2 separate regions of the Mus musculus genome follow, and region 1 is linked to region 2. The links are chromatin contacts, called in public Hi-C maps. All regions are on one chromosome and are shown on one strand. The core of a region is the stretch at or near the end of the contact, and the rest is flanking DNA. Distances in the headings are between cores, read along the strand shown. Region 1 holds the start of Tcf25 (transcription factor 25 (basic helix-loop-helix)). Region 2 holds the start of Klhdc4 (kelch domain containing 4).

Region 1 (7,383 bases), core at 1,803-4,302, 1.5 Mb before region 2:
CTAAGGAACAAATGCTAGCTGTGGGACACAATCAGCGTACACAGAAGAGCAGCGCAGCCTGGCCGGTGGTGAGTGCCAGGGGGAAGGTGAATGGGGATGGCTGTAAAGGTAGGCACATGGTAAGAACAGACCTTGTTCATATCATATCATGTAGGGTAAGCATGCCCATGTGAGGGGAAGTCTCATGTTAGCGTCTCAGCAAAGGGGACCGCAGCCAGACGGGGGAGGCAAAGGCAGGTCAGGGCGGCTGAAACAGTGAGCAAGATTACTAACAGGCGAGGTCAGGGAGAAGTGTCTTAGCATAGCAGACACCTGCTGGGAATGGAGAGCTATCACTGCGTTCTCATGGTGGCAGCAGCAATGAAGGCTCCCTGTGACCTGAGACAGATAAAGGGGTCTCGCTCCACCCCAGTACTGTACAGATTCGAGGCACTGTTAGAAACTCTACGAATGTTAAAAACCTCCTCACATTCTGATGCTAATTTCCTGTAGCTAAGCAAAGACGTTGGGGGACAGAGCATCTTGGTTCTCTAACTGGCAATTGTTGAAATCTCCCCACCCCAGCTGCCTTGAGGAATAGAACTGTCTGCCAAACCGTAAGGCAGACGACCCATATTCAACATTGAATATTCCAGAGGCCTTGAACTGTGCTCACAGCTGACAGGTGCAGCCTCGGAAATACTGCTTCCCTTTGTATCGGGCGTCTACTACCACGAGCCTTGGTTCTGATCTGTAGGTGATTCCCTGGTCCCAAACGCCAGTCCTCTGGAAAAGCAGCAAGGGCCCTTCACCACTGGGTTGTATCACCAGCCTCCCGCCCCGCTTGCCTACCTCAGCAGTGTAATTCAAAGCAGCTGAGCAGTCAGTAGCCTGGGCCCCAAAGGTGGCAAGATTGCCAACTTCGTGACATATGAAAAGGAGGCCACTGACCAGTTTGAGAGAGTGTCAGGGATGGGACAGAGGGAGGCAAAAGCAGAGGACAGGGAGCCAAGGCTAAAGGTGAAAGCCGTAAAGAACCAGGGAAAGCGAAGTGCAGGACAAGTTCAGGAGAGCTGTAAAATCTTTAAGAACCAATGGTCTCAGATCCCTAAGGTCTGAGAGTGAACCCCAGCTGCCGTCAAGGGAGGAATCCCAGTACAAGGAAGGCTACAGATGGGTGAATGATGGGATATCTAGGCTCTGTTTTGCAATCACCTCTTAAGAGAAATGGGATTAAAATTATATTAAAGGCATGTAGACTGACAGAAACTGGGCCATGGGCGCATACGGGTTATTTGTATTTTCCTAATTTTTGTGTACGTTTAAAAGTAAACATAGCTGGGTGGTGGTGGTACATGCCTTTGATCCCAGCACTCAGGAGGCAGAAGTGCGCGAATTTCCGAGTCTGAGACACAGCATCTCTAAGTAGTCTACAGAGTGAGTTCAAGGACAGCCAAGACTACATAGAGAAACCCTGTCTTGAAAAAGAAATGATGATAAGCAAAAGTAAATCTAAGAAAAGTACTAGTGAAGGGAGAAGAAACAGTAGGAATGGGGGTTGCTCTCAGGCTCAAAGTCAGAGGAGGCAGGCGAGTTCTCTGTACCAAGGGAAGACATATTTCACCATCGCCACAGACTACAGGACAGATCCCTTCCTTTCCTTATGGGAGAAATAAACAATCTCTGAACCAAACTTCCAAAATGTCTGTGACATTTCTCACACCAATCAATATCTTTGCTAGGAACTTTTAAACCTGCTAACTGATAAAAAGCTGGGGACAACTGGGGGTAGTGCTGTCTTGGGTGCTGCAACAGTAGGATAGACATGGTTTCATATCTGCGACTTGAGGAAGACCCAGTACTTCCGTGTGTCCCAGCTAGCTGAGACAATTCACTGCAAGACTGAGAGTCTCAGACACATTACATCTTTTTACTCACTCGAAAATGGCCACTGACACCTTACCATATGTGGAAGTTGGAGATACGAGGAAAAGACATATTATCTGCCCACACATGAAGTCAGAATCATAATTTATACACATATGAAACTGCAGACCCAGGTCAGTCTGTCGTAAGGAAAAACACGGGGCTCAGGACTGCTACCCAATTTTCTGCTGCGAGGAATACGATACGATAGGTACAAGTAGCTGGGACACACAGAAGTACTGTGATGAATAAGCCGAAATGTTTGCAGAAGAGAGACCTCCCTCAAGTCGCAGAAATGAAACCAAGCCTACCCTACCATCCCATTGCCCCGGACAGAACAACCCTACTCCTTCAGTGAAGCCTAGACCCAACTGAACCCCACCTCCCACTCGCCATCCACAGTGCCCCTCCCCCTTAGCTGTCTCGGATGTCACGCCCCGCCCACTCTGACGTCACTGCCCCGTCCTGCCCTGCGTCACGTCACGTCTCTGGACACAGCCGCGAGACACGCCCTATGCTGCAGCAAAGTCCTGTCACTCAGCCCCTTGTCGGCACCCCCGTTAGCCTTTAGCAGCCCCTTCGCTCGGCATTTTCTTCCACCTTCCACTCGATCTCGGACGGGGAACACGGCTTCCTCACCCCACCCACCCTGCGGCTGAAGACCCGCCTTCCCCGATGCGGCGCAGTCCCTTCTCTCCGCCCACTCGACTGCAGTCCAGACCCAACTTTGTGCCCCTTCGCATGACGTCATGCCCCCACCATTTCCCCCCCCTCAGGTTGCCCAGCTCCTCACCAGCTCAAACCGGTTGTTGACACGGACTCCTTCCTTCCCTGCACCCCCGGGGCGCCGGCCACCCAGCCCCGGTTTTGGTCCCTCTTCCTCTGCGTCATCGTCATCAAGGAGGACAAACTTCAAGGCGTCGGGCCCTAGGGGTTCCTGGCCGCGCTGTTCCCCCCTCAGTCTCCGGAGGGCCCGGCGCGACATAGGACCCGACAGCCTGATGTGGGCAGAGGGACGAGGAAGAGCAGCAGTGTGGCGGCGCCTGCGCACTTGCGGCGCGCTGGCGCAAGATTGGCGTGTCGCGTTTGCGCGCCGCGGCTCTCCGGAACTTCCTCCCAATTCCCCGTGGAGTCGGGGAAGGTGCAAGGGTGGCCCAGGGAGCTCTCGCGAGAGTCGGGCCCTAGCGGCGGCCGTGGTGCGGTGCTTCGGCTTTGGAGATGGCTGGCTTTCAGAAAGCCGGCTGTGCGGCGGGCAGCAACGCGCAGGCTCAGAGCGCTGCTCCGCACGAACGCGATTCCCGGGGGCGAGCCTGGGGGCGAGCGGGCAGGGGTGGGGCAGGCGAGGAGGCCGTGAGAGCAGGTGCGCACGCCGCAAGGCCCGTGTGCAAAGACCTCTGCTATGACAGGAGCGAGGGACCCAGTCCCCAACCCCTCTCTGCTAGCCTACCCATGCGACTTGTCCGATGTCCCCCACCTCCACGTTGTTACTAGACTGCAAAGGGACAGTTTTCACCTTAATAGAACCAACCTAACTTCTTTCAGACTGGGTAACTCCTCTCCACAACGTGCACCGAGCCGAGTTAGGTGTTAGGGCTTGCTTTTTATTGTCGCGAACGCAACAGGGGTGGTCATGTTACAGGGGTATTGGGTGAGGGGAGAGCTGCCTAGGTGTGGATCCGTGGTGTGAAGTCACGGCAGCCCTACCTATGTGTATTCTAATTCAGGAAGATTTTCACAATAAGGACATAGGGATCCTCGGCACAGATCTTTTCTTTTTCCATGTTCTTTTTGTTTTTGTTTTTTGAGACAGAGTTTCTCTGTGTACCCTTGACTGTCCTGGGACTCGCTTTGCAGACCATGCTGGCCTCTGCCTCCCAGGTGTTGTGACCAAAAGTGTGTGCAACAACAACCGACCTTTTTTTAAAACAAAACAAAAACACCACCTGTCTTAGGGTTTCTATTCCTGGACAAAATATCATGACCAAGAAGCAAGTTGGGGTGGAAAGGGTTTATTCAGCTTACACTACATACACACTGCTGTTCATCACGAAAGGAAGTCAGGACTGGGACTAAGCAGGCCAGGAAGCAGGAGCTGATGCAGAGGCCATGGAGGCTTGCTCAGCTTGTTTTCTTATAGAACCCAAGCCCAGGTATGGCACCACCCACAATGGGCCCTCACCCCTTAGTCACTAATTGAGAAAATGCCTTACAGCTGGATCTCATGGAGGCATTTCCTCAATTGACTCCTTTCACTGTGATAACTCCAGCCTGTGTCAAGTTGACACAAAACTAGCCAGTACACCACCCAAACCAAGATCTTGCCCTGTAACGCTGGCTACCCGTGAAGCTATGGAAATCCTGTTCTGAAGGGCTGGAATTACAGAGCTACTTCATGTCTACGCCCCAATTTTTATACTTTTGGAAAACTTTCCTAGACGAGTCAGGATTGAGTACCTCCAAAGTAAAATGAGCTGGGGTTGGGTTGGACCTTTCCCCAGCTTGAGAGCAGGAGAGGGCTAGGCCAGTCACTGCTCTTACTTGATCTTAGCCAAAAGGCTGAGAAGCAATCAGTCACTTATCTTAAATTCCAGCTTCATTTTGGGAGATAGATCTCCTTTTACAGGTGAAGACGCCTTAATGAGCTAAGTTTCCCAGAGAGAACCCGGTTTTGCATTCATGTGACTCCCAAAGTCCAAACAATGTAGGCGGTTGGCAAGGACAGAGAAGGCAGGCAGGGCAGCAATCCCTTAGTTCCTGCTCTTGTGTGAGCCCCCTGTCCCACTGTCCGTGTGCTCCACTCCACCCTGCCTCCCCCAGGAGTCTTGGTTCGTCCCTGGGTTGGATGCTGAGCCCTCTGCCCACACTATGAAGTATCTTTAGGTACTTCAAAGTTGATGGTTCACAGCTGCTGTCCCAAGGTGCCCATCCCCCCAACCCTCTTCCCTGCGCACTGTTAAAGTTGCAGCTTCTTCCGCATCAGGCTCAATGCTGCCGCCCTGACTGTTCAGGACCAGGCTGGCTTCTGTGCCATCCGTGATCAAGAGCTGTGGCCAGGCTGGGCAGTGGTGGCGCACGCCTTTAATCCCAGCACTTGGGAGGCAGAGGCAGATGGATTTCTGAGTTCGAGGCCAGCCTGGTCTACAGCCAGGGCTATACAGAGAAACCCTGTCTTGAAAACACACACACACACACACACACACACACAGAGCTGTGGCCAGCTTACACAGGTCAGTAGCCTTACCTTTGAATAAAGTGGGAGGTCTCAGTCTAGAACTGCCTCTCCTGAGACACAAGTCATGGACCCTGAAGGATGGAGTTGATCTTCCCTGAACCACTAGCTCCAAATGTGTCTCCCCAAACTGCTGCAGATCTGGTCCTTCTGAAAATCTCAGTTCTAACCACTGTATTTGGCATCGTCCCGATGGATGAGGCTGAGGCTAGCTCAGTGGGCTGACATGCAACCCACTGTTTAGAAAAGACCAGCAACCATAAGACAGGACAGGCTGTTGTACAACCTCCAGAAGTGGTTGTAGGGCACTGTACAACCACAGGCATTACCCTGCAACTCAGCTGGGTGTTTCCCAAAATATGAGTTTATTGCTTTCATTTGTGTTGTGTGAGGATCAGAACTGGTGACACCATGCTTGGAGTGTGAGCTGGATATGTGGCTGCTTTCGAGTCTGTAGATCAAGAACTGTACGTAGTTCATGGCACTGGATGTCCATGAGAATACTTCATGAACATGAGGGGGCTTCTTGTTTGAGAGTTCACTGTATAGCTCAGACATCTGCAGCTTGCTACATAGCCCAGACTAGCCTCAAACCAGTGACCTTCCTCATGCTAATTCCCAGCTGCTGGTTTAACAAGTGTGAGCCTCCATAATTGGTTAAATGTGAGTGTTGTCATTGCTGGCTGAGTGACAGTACTGATTCCTAACATTTTCTGCCTGTTCTTTTAAATCAAAGGGCCGGAGAGATGGCTGCTCAGTGGTTAGAGTGCTTGCTGCAGACCAAGCGAAGGGACTGAGTTCAGTTCCTAGCACCCATGTGTGACTCGCAGCCACCCTCAACTCCAGTTTGATAGTTCCCATGGGCTCCCGCACGCATGCAGTTTACATAAATTAACGTAAGCGAACATGTAACCCAAATAGGCATATCTTTTAAACTTGAAAAAGTCAAAATACAAAGGTGGTCTGTGAGGTGCTCAGATGAATGGGTGCCAGGAGCTAGCCTCTTTTACTGGGTGTTCCAATTTCAAAGATAACTTGCACAGGTCCATCTGTCACAGTCCTGTGCCCTTGGTGCCTCTTCTAGTCTGAGCAAGCTGGTGGAGGCTGGAGTCAGCCAGCAGGGCTCAGTTAGCAGGCTTCCGTTGGAGTTCTGGCATGTTCTGAGATAAGCAATCAATCTCTACCTTACTGAGCTTTTCTTTCCTAATCTGTAAAGTGGAGTGATGAGAGACCCCCTCCTCTGCTGGGTGCATGTAAGCAGGCAGGGAGCTTAGCCCAGGCCCATCCTGAGTCCAGGTGTCGGGACTGCCTCTGGGCTTAATGAGCATGATATCACCATCATTTGGCAGAGCAGCCGTGCTAACCTTCAGAAAGCATTGCCTGCAACCATGGCAGTGAAATAACATGATATGCAAGCTTATGGCAATGGTTGTAGGTTTACTGACTTTCCCTGATAGGAAGCAAGTCACCAAGCCCTCACAGGAGATTCCAGCCACCCCCTTCCCCTCCCCAGCTGCACCGTGGTCTTGGTATAGGAAGTAGAAAATTGGCTGGGGGTGTGAACTACAGGGATGCAGTTTTCATGGGTGACAACCCATGTTGGGGTGGGGCTTCTCGGTGATGCGTTTACCTGAGAGTCACTTATGTTCCTGTCAGTAACCCCTCGCTGTATTACAGTAAGCTCAGTAAACTCATTGATTGGTCAAGCTGACGTGAGTGGAATCATTCCTTAGGTCTGTCAGTGCCGTATCTGGATGCTCGTTCATATCTCCCTAGGAGAAGCCACATAGCGAGCGCTAGCAAGAGACCCAAGAGCAAGCTTGACCTGGGAGCACCTGGGCTTCTTCCCAGCAGAATCCCACATACTCAGAGGTAGACCTGGTCCTCTGGTTCACTGAGGAACCAAGGCGTTCTGTCTACCCAGGGAAGAGAAGCTGCCACACACTCACTGCTGAAGAGAACCAGGGCATGGGGCAGGCAGGGAAGCTGAGCTCTGAGATCCATTCCCCAACCCCTCCCAGGCTTCCCAAGGAGTCCTGAGAGGAAAGGAGGAGGGAAAGTCCTGGAGGAAGGTTGGCCCTGAATGAACTGTAGGGAAAGAGACAATGTATATAAATATAGGCCATATATATATTATAAATGTATCTATATATGTATATATGTACATGCGCAAGGGTGGGGGGGCTGATGGCAGCTGTGTTCCAGGATGGGGTGTGGGGAGGCCATCACAACAGTCATTGGAAGTTGAG
Region 2 (6,995 bases), core at 589-3,088:
GCCAGGCTGTACAGGAGGTGGGAGGTGGCTTGGGTACCAGTGATACAATGTTTATAAATTCCTCATCCACCCATGCTAGGTGAGACGTTTATGAGACGTGGCTGCCTTCGAGTCACCTGTGCTCCTGTAAATCAAAACAAACAACTCAGTACTTCAACAAGCTACTGAGTCCAAGCTACTGGACTTGGAATAATTTCTTTGGTCTTTTAGATCTCTCTCTCTCTCTCTCTCTCTCTCTCTTGTATCTATCTATGTATCTATCTATGTATCTATCTATGTATCTATCTATCTATCTATATTTTTTTATGATAGAGGGTTTTCTCTGTGTGGCCTTGGCTGTCCTGAAACTCTCTTTATAGATCAGGCTGGCCTTGAATTCATAGAGATCCAACTATCTCTGCTTCCTGAGTGCCAGGATTCAAGGCTGTGCTATCACTGCCCAGCTGTTTTTTGGTTTGTGTGTGTGTGTGTGTTTGTATAAAATATATTTTAATCAGATTCTTTCCCCTCACCAAACTCCACCTTGATACCCTACCACCACAAACACAAACAGCGGCTTTTGGATGGTAAAAATACCCCCTGATTGGCTTTTCCTTTGGGAGTGAGATAGGGCTGTTAAGGGATGCACACCTGGGATAACTCTACAGATAGGTTCTAGCTGAGATGAGCTTTCTGAAGACAATTTCAATTTCATCTTTGAAAAGTATGGAATGAAGTTGGGCAGTGGCACACACCTTTAATCCCATCACTCGGAAGGCAGAGGCAGGCAGATCTCTGTGAGTTCGAGGCCAGCCTGCTTTACAGAGTGAGTTCCAGGGCAGCCAAAGCTACAGAGAGAAACCTTGTCTCCAAAAAGACATAAGAAAAATGATGGAACGCATCATGCATTTGCGTGCTATTCTTTCGCAGGGGCCATGCTAACAATCCCTGTATCATTCCAATGTTAGCATATCTGCTGCCAACGCGAGCACATTTCTTTTATCTGTTGACGTCCTGTTTGGGGTGAAAAGTTGATTCTGTGTATCTCTTCAGGAAAAAAAAAAAAAAAAAGAAAGAAAAGAAAGAAAGAAAGAAACCACACAACACCATTGTTTTCCTCAAAAGCAAGTTTTCTTCTTAAGAACTAGGTTTATGGAAAAACCTGGAACTGAATTGGGAGCTCCCGCCTCCTCAGAGCGTCAATGATTAGTGGTTGGCCCGATCCAAGGCAGTTTCTTTAAAGGCTGTGCTTTGGCAGCGTTCCCACCGAGAAAGAAGATTAGTTCCTCGTCTATGTGTTCCCTTTGCCAGTATTTTGCTTGCCCTTGTCCTTATTTTGCGCCATTCCTTGATTACAGCTCAAAGACGACACCCTCTAGGCAATGCACTCTGCTCTTTCAAAACCGCGGGTCCCTCTTCCACTGTACCATTTAGGTCAAACCCGGGAGCATATTTTCCTATTACGTATCTGCCAGACCGTAAATCAAGCACCGTCGGGAGTACAGATACCCATCACCAGCCCGGGTCTCCCAATGGAGGGACATGCTGGTCCAGTGAAGCATCGCCAGCAGAAGGGCAAAGGCACTGCGGGAGGGCCTGACAGGTCCTGGCACATTTTACATGGGATAGGGAAAGAGGGCTGCCTTAATTCATGTCAGGAATCCCTAAGTACGTGGAAATTCCTCTGTGGGATGAGGCGGTCAGCATCCCACATGCTCGCGTCTCGTTTAGAGTCACGCAGCTTGCTGGTGTGCCAGCGGAGCGGCTCCCTACTCACGCGGCCCGAGACGGACCCAAAGTACTGGTGGGATCGGCTGCTCCACGGAACACCAGAGCAAAGGACAGGAAGTGAGCCTCCTATAGCGCGCCGCTCGTTTCCGGCCCGGCAGAACATCATCATTCATTTGCCTCCGGTTGTCTCCCGGGCGCCGCTTCCGAATCGGCGCGATGGGCAAGAAGGGAAAGAAGGAGAAGAAGGGCCGCGGCGCGGAGAAGACGGCCGCCAAGATGGAGAAGAAGGTGTCCAAGCGCTCGCGGAAGGAGGAGGTGAGCGGGGCCCGGAGCGGCGTGCGATCGCGGGCGGGAGACCCGGAGGCGGGGTTGCGCCCGGTGTCCCTGGGTGGCTTCGGGCCTGCGCCGAGCCCGGTGCCCCCGGGCCTCTCCTCTCTCGGGTCCCTTTGCAGTCCCGAAACTCCTCGTTTATCCGGTCGCCCTCTCTTCCATGGAAGACCAGATCTGTCCTGTTCGGTTCCGCGTGCTTACCTTTCTGTGGGCAGAGTAAAGCAACGTGGTGGGGCTTAGTAGAGGAGAAGTGAAGCTGGGTGATTCCTGCTTGGTCCAGGTCTGCGTTCCGGGAGTAAAGCCGTAACGGTCCTGCGCCTGTCCCCACTCCCCAGCCCCCAGCCCTAAAAGGAGAGCAGATTTTCTTCCAGCAGCCTCAGGGAGTGAGCCACGAGTAGGAATTTGGGGGTTGTGTCTGTTGGTTTTCGAGACAGGGTTTCTCTGTCCTGGAAGTCACTCTGTTGACCAGGCTGGTCTTGAACTGAGAGAACTCCCGCTGCTTCTACCTCCCGAGTGGAGTGCTGGAATTAAAGGCGTGCCACCATCAGCAGGATTTAGTAACCAGACAAGTCACTGAAACTGCGGTGTTTCAGGACATTTGGTTGTGACCTTCACTCATATTCTTATAGGCATTGATTATCCCAGGACCTACAGGTGGATCTGTGCGGAAGTTCAAGCACCGTGCTTGCTGTTGTCTTAGGGCTTTCTGACCCAAGAAACTATGGAGGCAGCTTTGATGGCCACGTTTAGCTCAGTGGTCTGCCAGGCACAGGACTTCCTGGGCTCCCCTCCTCATAACCTTGGAAGAGGGAACCTCAATTGAGAATATACCTCCATAAGATTGGCCTGTGTGGAGCTGGAGAGATGGCTCAGCTGTTAAGAGCATATGTTGCTCTTCCAGAGGATCCAGGTTTTATTCTGTGGACCCATCTGGGAGCTCACAGGTCTCTGGCCTTTGTGGGCACCAGGCACACATTCTGGCAAGACGCCTACACATATGAAATAACGCATTTTTAAAAACCTGCTTCTAGGCAAATCTGTGGGGGTATTGTCTTGATTAGTGATTGGTATTGGAAGATCTAACCCATACCTGGGCAGGTGGCACTGGGTCGTTAAGAAAAAAGCTGAGCAAGCTACAGCAAACTAGCCAAGAAGCAGCTATCCGCCTTGGTCTCTGCTTCATCTCCTGCCCCTGGGGTTCCTGCTCTAACTTCCTTTCAGGATGGAATGTAAGCTGTAAGGTGAGATAAACCCTCTCCTTCCCGGTTGCTTTTGATCACAGCAATAGAAAGCAAACTTGGACACCCTAGTAAACTCAGGGGAGTGGGCACTGTGTGGGTGTGGGAAAGTTTGGTTTCAGTGCTGGCCAGCATGCTTGTTGCCTTAGTGTCCAGGTCTGTGGTGACAGCTGGGACGTAGGTAGGGGCTGTCGAGTGGTAGCCCGCAGGTTAGCACCGACCCTGTCATTCAGGCACTGGTCTAAAGGACTCAAGGCCTGTTCTCATGGAGCCCATATCTTAGCATGGGAATAGGAGCTGGAAACCAGTAAGCAAGAGGAATCCCAGGAATGGCTGTGTAGACAGCAAGGTAGGCTGTTGGCACAAACAGGTTGTCAGAGGGCAGTGTGGCCAGGTTGCAGTTCCCTTCATAGAAAACCCTTGATTGATTGGCAGGAGGTGCGCATGCGTCTACACCTACAGAAAGCTGCTTTGATTGATTGGCAGGAGGTGCGCATGCGTCTACACCTACAGAAAGCTGCTTTGATTGATTGGCAGGAGGTGCGCATGCGTCTACACCTACAGAAAGCTGCTTTGATTGATTGGCAGGAGGTGTGCACGCGTCTACACCTACAGAAAGCTGCTTTGATTGATTGGCAGGAGGTGTGCATGCGTCTACACCTACAGAAAGCTGCTTTGATTGATTGGCAGGAGGTGCGCATGCGTCTACACCTACAGAAAGCTGCTTTGATTGATTGGCAGGAGGTGTGCACGCGTCTACACCTACAGAAAGCTGCTTTGATTGATTGGCAGGAGGTGTGCACGCGTCTACACCTACAGAAAGCTGCTTTGATTGATTGGCAGGAGGTGTGCACGCGTCTACACCTACAGAAAGCTGCTTTGATTGATTGGCAGGAGGTGCGCACGCGTCTACACCTACAGAAAGCTGCTTTGATTGATTGGCAGGAGGTGCGCATGCGTCTACACCTACAGAAAGCTGCTTTGATTGATTGGCAGGAGGTGCGCATACGTCTACACCTACAGAAAGCTGCTTTGATTGATTGGCAGGAGGTGTGCATGCGTCTACACCTACAGAAAGCTGCTTTGATTGATTGGCAGGAGGTGCGCATGCGTCTACACCTACAGAAAGCTGCTTTGATTGATTGGCAGGAGGTGCGCATGCGTCTACACCTACAGAAAGCTGCTTTGATTGATTGGCAGGAGGTGCGCATGCGTCTACACCTACAGAAAGCTGCTTTGATTGATTGCCAGGAGGTGCGCATGCGTCTACACCTACAGAAAGCTGCTTTGATTGATTGGCAGGAGGGGTGCATGCGTCTACACCTACAGAAAGCTGCTTTGATTGATTGGCAGGAGGTGCGCATGCGTCTACACCTACAGAAAGCTGCTTTGATTGATTGGCAGGAGGTGCGCATGCGTCTACACCTACAGAAAGCTGCTTTGATTGATTGGCAGGAGGTGTGCATGCGTCTACACCTACAGAAAGCTGCTTTGATTGATTGGCAGGAGGTGCGCATGCGTCTACACCTACAGAAAGCTGCTTTGATTGATTGGCAGGAGGTGCGCATGCGTCTACACCTACAGAAAGCTGCTTTGATTGATTGGCAGGAGGTGCGCATGCGTCTACACCTACAGAAAGCTGCTTTGATTGATTGGCAGGAGGGGTGCATGCGTCTACACCTACAGAAAGCTGCTTTGATTGATTGGCAGGAGGGGTGCATGCGTCTACACCTACAGAAAGCTGCTTTGATTGATTGGCAGGAGGTGCGCATGCGTCTACACCTACAGAAAGCTGCTTTGATTGATTGGCAGGAGGTGTGCACGCGTCTACACCTACAGAAAGCTGCTTTGATTGATTGGCAGGAGGTGCGCATGCGTCTACACCTACAGAAAGCTGCTTTGATTGATTGGCAGGAGGTGTGCACGCGTCTACACCTACAGAAAGCTGCTTTGATTGATTGGCAGGAGGTGTGCACGCGTCTACACCTACAGAAAGCTGCTTTGATTGATTGGCAGGAGGTGCGCACGCGTCTACACCTACAGAAAGCTGCTTTGATTGATTGGCAGGAGGTGTGCATGCGTCTACACCTACAGAAAGCTGCTTTGATTGATTGGCAGGAGGTGTGCATGCGTCTACACCTACAGAAAGCTGCTTTGATTGATTGGCAGGAGGTGCGCATGCGTCTACACCTACAGAAAGCTGCTTTGATTGATTGGCAGGAGGTGCGCATGCGTCTACACCTACAGAAAGCTGCTTTGATTGATTGGCAGGAGGTGCGCATGCGTCTACACCTACAGAAAGCTGCTTTGATTGATTGGCAGGAGGTGTGCATGCGTCTACACCTACAGAAAGCTGCTTTGATTGATTGGCAGGAGGTGTGCATGCGTCTACACCTACAGAAAGCTGCTTTGATTGATTGGCAGGAGGTGTGCATGCGTCTACACCTACAGAAAGCTGCTTTGATTGATTGGCAGGAGGTGTGCATGCGTCTACACCTACAGAAAGCTGCTTTGATTGATTGGCAGGAGGTGCGCATGCGTCTACACCTACAGAAAGCTGCTTTGATTGATTGGCAGGAGGTGCGCATGCGTCTACACCTACAGAAAGCTGCTTTGATTGATTGGCAGGAGGTGCGCATGCGTCTACACCTACAGAAAGCTGCTTTGATTGATTGGCAGGAGGTGCGCATGCGTCTACACCTACAGAAAGCTGCTTTGATTGATTGGCAGGAGGTGCGCATGCGTCTACACCTACAGAAAGCTGCTTTGATTGATTGGCAGGAGGTGCGCATGCGTCTACACCTACAGAAAGCTGCTTTGATTGATTGGCAGGAGGTGCGCATGCGTCTACACCTACAGAAAGCTGCTTTGATTGATTGCCAGGAGGTGCGCATGCGTCTACACCTACAGAAAGCTGCTTTGATTGATTGGCAGGAGGGGTGCATGCGTCTACACCTACAGAAAGCTGCTTTGATTGATTGGCAGGAGGGGCGCATGCGTCTACACCTACAGAAAGCTGCTTTGATTGATTGGCAGGAGGTGCGCATGCGTCTACACCTACAGAAAGCTGCTTTGATTGATTGGCAGGAGGTGCGCATGCGTCTACACCTACAGAAAGCTGCTTTGATTGATTGGCAGGAGGTGCGCATGCGTCTACACCTACAGAAAGCTGCTTTGATTGATTGGCAGGAGGTGCGCATGCGTCTACACCTACAGAAAGCTGCTTTGATTGATTGGCAGGAGGTGCGCATGCGTCTACACCTACAGAAAGCTGCTTTGATTGATTGGCAGGAGGTGCGCATGCGTCTACACCTACAGAAAGCTGCTTTGATTGATTGGCAGGAGGTGTGCACGCGTCTACACCTACAGAAAGCTGCTTTGATTGATTGGCAGGAGGTGTGCATGCGTCTACACCTACAGAAAGCTGCTTTGATTGATTGGCAGGAGGTGCGCATGCGTCTACACCTACAGAAAGCTGCTTTGATTGATTGGCAGGAGGTGTGCACGCGTCTACACCTACAGAAAGCTGCTTTGATTGATTGGCAGGAGGTGTGCACGCGTCTACACCTACAGAAAGCTGCTTTGATTGATTGGCAGGAGGTGTGCACGCGTCTACACCTACAGAAAGCTGCTTTGATTGATTGGCAGGAGGTGCGCACGCGTCTACACCTACAGAAAGCTGCTTTGATTGATTGGCAGGAGGTGCGCATACGTCTA

Evidence for each region. A called contact is a pair of places that touch in the nucleus more often than the background predicts.
Region 1: a contact with region 2 is called in a Hi-C map of B cells, with 6 read pairs. The contact joins the promoter of Tcf25 here to the promoter of Klhdc4 in region 2.

Annotation. Positions count from the first base shown.
Region 1 is chr8:123,369,380-123,376,762 of GRCm38.p6, reverse strand. It overlaps Tcf25 (transcription factor 25 (basic helix-loop-helix)), which reads right to left and starts at 3,052. Exons shown (of 18, transcript NM_001037878.4): 1 at 2,699-3,052. The coding sequence starts at 2,890. Spire2 (spire type actin nucleation factor 2) reads right to left here. Exons shown (of 15, transcript NM_172287.2): 15 at 7,245-7,383. The coding sequence ends at 7,369.
Region 2 is chr8:121,824,412-121,831,406 of GRCm38.p6, reverse strand. Klhdc4 (kelch domain containing 4) reads left to right here and starts at 1,838. Exons shown (of 12, transcript NM_145605.2): 1 at 1,838-2,025. The coding sequence starts at 1,927. It overlaps Gm24283 (a small nuclear RNA gene), which reads right to left and starts at 971; the gene lies at 865-971.